Regions from separate parts of the Hordeum vulgare genome. Here region 1 is linked to region 2. A link is a contact called in public Hi-C data. All regions are on one chromosome and are shown on one strand. Each heading gives the region's core, a stretch centred on a gene start, on an enhancer-like site or on the middle of the called end of the contact. The rest is flanking DNA. Distances are from core to core; before and after follow the strand shown.

Evidence for each region. A called contact is a pair of places that touch in the nucleus more often than the background predicts.
Region 1: a contact with region 2 is called in a Hi-C map of leaf, with 5 times the contacts expected there. The contact joins the promoter of LOC123425364 here to the promoter of LOC123425355 in region 2. A contact is called at or near these places in 2 of 6 Hi-C or Micro-C datasets (leaf and seedling).

What each region holds. Positions count from the first base shown.
Region 1 is chr2H:104,494,811-104,498,116 of MorexV3_pseudomolecules_assembly, forward strand. LOC123425364 (acidic leucine-rich nuclear phosphoprotein 32-related protein 1) reads right to left here and starts at 1,470. Exons shown (of 2, transcript XM_045109051.1): 1 at 233-1,470. The coding sequence starts at 1,411.
Region 2 is chr2H:103,625,575-103,629,096 of MorexV3_pseudomolecules_assembly, forward strand. LOC123425355 (PHD finger protein ALFIN-LIKE 9-like) reads right to left here and starts at 1,647. Exons shown (of 5, transcript XM_045109040.1): 1 at 1,452-1,647; 2 at 1,255-1,287. The coding sequence starts at 1,542.

The DNA of each region.
Region 1 (3,306 bases), core at 220-2,719, 870 kb after region 2:
TATGCGTTGCCCGCGTAATCAGGAAAATTAACAAGCACACATAACTAATGCATGAACTGGTAAATCTCCTAACTGAAAAACTAGCCACAGTTCAAATATACCTGCAGTATAGTAGGGTGGTCAATAGTTATCTTGCTAAACAATATGACTAGAACAATCACCCACAAACTGAACATGCAGAAATTGCAATAAGGTAAAGCACTTCAAAGGCTAGCAAGAAATTGTATTATACCTCATCATCAGCATCGTCATCATCGTTGCCATCCTCATAAACCCTACTATCCTCCAATCTTTCCTCATCTTCCTCTCCAATCTCACCATTCTCATCCTCATCGTCACCTTCACCTTGTTCATGTCCATCAATCTCTTCTCCAACACCCCCCACCGCCACAGCAACCCTCCCACTACTCTCTGGCTCAGCCTCCTCACCATCATCCTCAACCTCCTCTTCCTCATCATCATCGTCCTCATCGATGCCATCCTCCTCATCATCACTACTGGGCACATCAAGTACCTCAACAACAGTGTCATCTTCATCAACCTCCTCATCGATCTCCTCTCCCAAATCATCCTCCTCCTCATACTCTTCCTCTGCATCATCGTCGTCATCCTCCACGTCTTCATCATCCTCGTCAGGGGCTACCCCAACCGCTGCGACCCTGAACCCGTTGGCCCTGTGGTGGTGCTCGGCTTCCCCATTGGGCACGACCTCGTCGGCCTCGCTCTCGTCCTCATCCACATGGATCACCCCATTCACCTCCACCGGGCGCGGTGCCACGCTACCTCGCGAGTGGGTGACGCCCCCGTTTGCCACCTCGCCGCTTCCAGGATCCTCGTCATCGTCGTCCTCATCATCATCTTCCTCCTCGGCATCGCCTTCGCCTTCGCCGTCCGCATCGTCGTCGTCGTCGTCCGACTCCGGGCGCTCGTTCTCGTCGGCGTCCATCTTGTCGAGGTACTTGAGAGTCCGGATCAACCCGAACACTCTGGATCTGTAGTCCTTGACCCGCGTGACGGGGCACTCGTAGAGGTCGAGCGAGACGAGGCGGAGGCGGGCGAGCGGCGCAAGGTCGTCCACATCTTGGATGCGATTGTTGCTGAGGTCGAGGTCGCGCAGCGAGGCGAGACCCGCCTCGACGAGGTGCTCGAGGCCGCCGGCGATGCGGTTGTCGGAGAGCGTCAGGCGCGTGAGGTTCCGCAGGCGGGGGAACCCCGCGAGCGACGCGACCCCGACGCCGGCGATCGAGAGGTGCTCCAGGCTCTGGTGGCGCTCCAGTATCTCCGCCGCCGGCAAGCGCCCGTGCATGCACTTGACGGCGCCGTCGAGGGTCAGGCTCCTCGCCGGCGACGAGCTCCCCTCGCCGGCGGTGTGCAGCGCCGCCTCCACCGCCCTCTCCCACGCCTCGTCCATCTCTCTATCTCTCCCCTCGCCTCCCCGAAATCAAATAAATAAAAAAATCGGGGGCGTTTTGGTTGGGGAGGCTATTTGAAATACAGTGATTTATACGTGGGAGGGGTGTTTACCTCGCCATTGGAGGAAGAAGGGGGCGGCTCACGCGTCGCGCTGTGGACTCGGCGTAGGGACGGCGGGTGCGGCTTATATGAGCGGCCAATGGGGGCGCTTGGATCGCGCGGCGCGGATCGCTGACGTGGCGTCATCCCAGGGGCGTGTGCTTCCTTTGAGAGGAGCGGGGGAGCGGAGAGGCGTGGTGGGCTTGGCTGATGCCGAGAGCATCTTTTTCTGGTTTTCCAAAATCGTTTTCTCTTAAGGGCGAGATATTACTGCTTAATTATGCACGCGGTGCCGTGTGGCTACGCTTGGTTGTATGTGGGTAGGTCGCTGACAGATTGGGAATAGGGATGTGGGTCCGGGTTTGAAGTCGATAGGTGTTATTGTGTTTTGCGTGAGCGGGTACGGGCCGTCTGATTGAGAGGTGGCGGATGCGGGCCGTCGGATCGGTGGGAGTTTTCGTGGTGCCTACCCTTCCCGATTGCAGAGGACAGTGCACGCTGGCATTGGGGTCGGAGGCGACTCGGGTTGGCACGCGTTTGATTTACACCAGGGTTTGGCTTATATTAAGACTTAATTAACACGTTTTAATTAAGGGGGCTGCTACGCATCCATCGATAGATATTTACTAAACATCCGTCACCTGGACAGCCGTTCGATCTCGCGCGTAATCTGTTCCTGGACTTAATTCCTGAAACGACGCTCCAGTTGCAGAAAAATCGTTTTATTGCAAAAAATAAACTTTGGACACATTAATTCCTGAAACAACGGTCGAGTTTCAGAAACAATTGCTTGTTTCAGGAAAAAAATCTTCGTCTTTCTGCAAACATAGGTATTGTTGCGGAAAAAAAAATTGCAACAAAGGTCATGTTTCACAAAACTTTTGCAGCAGGCTGGGATGCGGCGGCGCTACGGGCGGCGAGGCGGCCGCCCCTTGGTTGCGGGAGCTCGTCAGCGTGGCCGAGAGGGGCTGCGGCGGAGCCGCGAGCGGGCTGAGATGCGGCGGCGTGGGGCGACGGGCGGCTGCCCCCTGGCCGCGTGAGGCGAGGCGGCTGCCCCCTGGTCGCGGGAGCTCGCCGACGGGTCGGGAGCAGGGCGGGGAAGGCCATGGCAACGGCGGCAGCTTCGGCGAGGCTGAGCGGCAACAGGTAGGCGGCGGGCGAAGTCGACAGGGCCAAGGCGGAGGCGCGGGGTGGAAATGTGAGGAGCTCAGCTTCATGACCGTTTCCTAAAACAACGATCCAGTTTCAGAAAACGGTTCGAGATTAGAGTGAGATCCAACGGGCAAGCGGACGGCGGATGGATCGCGGGGATCAGCCGGTGGAAGGTAATCTTTTCCCCTTAATTAAGGGTTAAATCTCCACTTACCAAAGCGTCATACAAAGAGATGCAACTCTTGTAACCGTCGTGTCCCTTCGGATGCGTCCCTTCGAAAACTATAAATATGTAATATTTCATCATTAATAGACAGATTTTTGATCTCAAATACGTTATCACCACGTAATCTCTACCGCGAGAGAGACACGAAAGGGCGAGACGGCGGTTCCTCACAGCGTCGGGAGAGAAGTTCTTCTGCACCGTGCTCGCGCCCGGCCGCCGCCCACGTCGCACACGTCCGCCAGGTTGTGGTTGCACCCGGCCGCGCTCACCCGCGCTAAGTAGTGGCCGACCGCGCCCGCCCACGCCCGCGCCAGACCGTGGCTGCGCTCGTCCTCGCTGTCGGCGTCGCGTCGTGGCCTCGCCGCTGACTCCCGCGCCTGGCCGGGCAGCGCCACACCTTGGTCACGCAGGATCGC
Region 2 (3,522 bases), core at 397-2,896:
TGAATCATACATAAGCCCATTCAATTCACCGTGTTACACTCCTAGGCTGCTAGAGAATTAAGGATGCTCTCTTGGTCTCCTCCATATTCATAGTAAGTTCCTCAGAAGAATCCAATGGTTACAAGCTGCAATGGAACCATTCCAGCCAGCACACTATGCTGCACAGAGGGCAGCAGATGCATTGAAGAACAAAGAAGGGGGAAAGGGTGATGACAGGTCTTTGTTAGGGGTGCAAATTTACAAAGCATTATACTGTAGAATGCAATGCTAGGCAGTCCTCCACCACCAAAACACTGAAGGAACCAACATCACTGTTCTTTGCCCTATGCAACAGTAGGACTGTACACACACTGGTAGGCAGCAAGCAGCAAAGAACGGCAAGTCCTACTCCTATCATTGTAGTCTGCCAGTCCTTGAAAGTCAAGAACTGCAACAATCATTATTAGGGCAGAAGAATCACACCCCACCAACCAAGCAGGACCCAGTAATGCTGAACCCAATAAACCAAACTCACATACGCACCAGCCAACTAGCAGCCCACCACCGCTCCCAACGGCCAGTGCCACCTTTTCTACTACTACCAAGATAAGTACTCCCTCCATTCGGAAATACGTACTTATCATAGGAATGGATGTATCTAAATGTATTTTAGTTTAGATACATCCATTTTTATCAATTTGTGTGATAAGTATTTCGGGGGCCGAAGGAGTAGCTCCCAAAGGTGGAAGCTTTCAGCAGGAAGTGACACTGACGAATTCATTGACCACTCAGCCTATAGGGCAGCACGGCCAAGCATGTTGAATGATCTGAGCCATCCGTTTCCGGCCATCCGACTGCTGAGGCCCACGTCACAGTCTACCTCCACAGGAAACTCGTTATTAAATCCAACAGTTAAGGCCCTCTGCTCGACATTCAGAGGGCTTCACGCACCGTGCATATTCTATTGCTAGTTCTTCGATCCATGGATAAGTACTAAAACTGCGGGAAGGACTCGAAATAAAGTGGAGATTAGTCTGTTAACTCTTCAGTATTCAGGGTAACACTCAGCTAAGCAGGTTCAGATGAAGAGGCGCATCGGTTATTTTCTAAGGAACTCCACTAAAACTCATCTCTAATTAGTAATTATAATCACGCTAAATGGTACTTAATTAAGTGCGGAGATTACGGAAGGATAATAATACATCAAAATCTGCACGGAAAGAGCAGCGAAGAACAGCAGGGCAGACAGACGGACAGGCGCGAGAATTCACTCACCCGGGTCGCATTGCCGGAAGAAATTCTCCACATCTGCAGCGTGAAACAAGAAACAAGAAACAAAACAGTCAGGAGACCAGCCGAGGAGCACAGACGGGGTGAAAATCCCATGGAACGGCGGCGAAATTCGGAAAGCTCGAATCTTCGGCGGCCAAAAGGAGAAACCCAATCTGGCGAGCGAATCTGCGGCGACCTACCGGTGGTGAGCGCGCGGGCGAGGCCGTTGCGGCGGCCCTTGTAGTCCCGGAAGACCTCCTCCACCGTCCTGGGGTTGTACTGCGCGTCCATTGGTAGCCGCAGAGGAGAGGATTCGAGTGGCGCGGGGAGGGAGGGGGGACGGGGGAGCGGAGGGGATGGGCACTGTGCTCGTGGTTTTATTTTGACGTCTTCGGGGCAGCATCTCTTTTTTTTTAGGGAGGTTTTAAAAGAGGAGTGAGGGGCGGACGCCAAGGGTGGGACTGCGACTTAAGTGGATTGGAGAGCACGGCGGACGTGTCCGTGCGGGTGGGGCCCACCGCCCGTGGGACGCCCATCCGTCGAATGGATACGTGTATCTTTTTCTTGTGGGCGGGTTGCGTCAGCGCCCGTCTCTTCTTGCGCATTTTTACGCTCCTGTTTTGGTTTTTTCTCGACTTTTTTGTTTCTTCTTCGGGCCGCTCTACGCGTCCGTCACGTGAAGAATAGAAGAAGAGAGGAAGAGCAAATGATGAAATCGTTGTCTCATTGATTGAAGATGTGGGTATATATATCTCAGTATAAAGACGGTTACAAGGAGCAGTTGCTAAACTAAAGCAACCGACATAGCAGGGATTATCCCTTAATTAATGTATTTAATTAATTCCTAACACTCCTCCTAATCAATGCTTGTCTTTATAATATATATCATGTTCATAAAGACTCCTCCTTGTATGTGTTTGCCTTCGAGAATGTTCATCATCTTCATTATGAGAAATCGTTGTATAATCTTTAAAGTCTCCTCCAAAAACCCTGCGGGAAAAATATGAGGAGAATAGTGTAGATATGTTGCTAAAACTCCTTTAAACCCTGTGGGAAAAATAAGGAGAAAATGATACAACATATAATGATTATTGTCTCGTGATAACTCATTTGAGAAAACCTTTGTAGAAGGAGAAAACTCATCTTTGAGTTTAGAGAACAATAAATATGTCTTGAGTACTTCCTTTAAAAACCCCGATATGGAAAATAGAAAGTATAACATATGATCTTTGAGAAGATATTGCCTCATTAAAGACCATCATGAGAAACTTCGAGAGAAAACTCATAAAGGAAAAGAGTGCATTTCACATGCCATTGAAAAACTCCTTTAAAACCCAGTGTGAAAAATATAAGGAGAAAATGATATGGCATATATAGATACTTGTGTTTATATTATCTCATTAAAAACCTTTTATGAGAAACCGTTAGGAAAAACTCATCAAGGGAAAAAGAGTACAATATATGCAATTTGATGATTGTTAATAGGTTATAGTCTGGGAGATTACTCCCCCTGAACTTTGCAAATATGGAGTATGTCTCATACCAATGCCATTGACATGAGATTGTGTATAATCTGTTGGATTATCACAATATTTTGTTTGCAAATTATTTCCTCAACTTTCTATAATCCAGAGGATAAGTAATTTCTGAGCAATGTGATTTATGATATTGCTCTTCATATAACATGTAGGTATTGAGTAACACAAGTGGAAGTATCTTGATAAATCAAGTAATGTAATTCTGATGAATCTCAACCACATGATTTTGAGTGTGGTTAATCATTCTGCCAAATCATGCATATTTTGCAATGCTTTTAGATAAAGCAATTATGTTAGAATGATAATTGGAAATAACCATTAAAATCCATTTATATGACTTTCATGTGAAGGCTATTCCAGCAAATTCAGTCATTGATATGGCGTCACTGGGATCAAATAAAAAGCCAATATCATTACATCATATCATGGTCATATCTTCTATTTCCTGATGAAAATATCCAAGATTTACTGTAATCTTCAGATATAAGATGATAGTACTTATATCAACCATATACCTTTTGTTGGGGTTGCACTCCGAATAAAGATAGCAAATATAGTGTCAGGCCTGACGTAGTTTCCAAGTATACGAGTGCTTTGACATTAGTGAAATATATAACTTCAGGTCCTAGTATCACTTCAGTATCACCCCTAGGTATGAATGGATTTGTACCTTATCAAAGGTAGTATGACCATACATGTCTTTTGTTGATATGATATATCCAAATTGAACTTC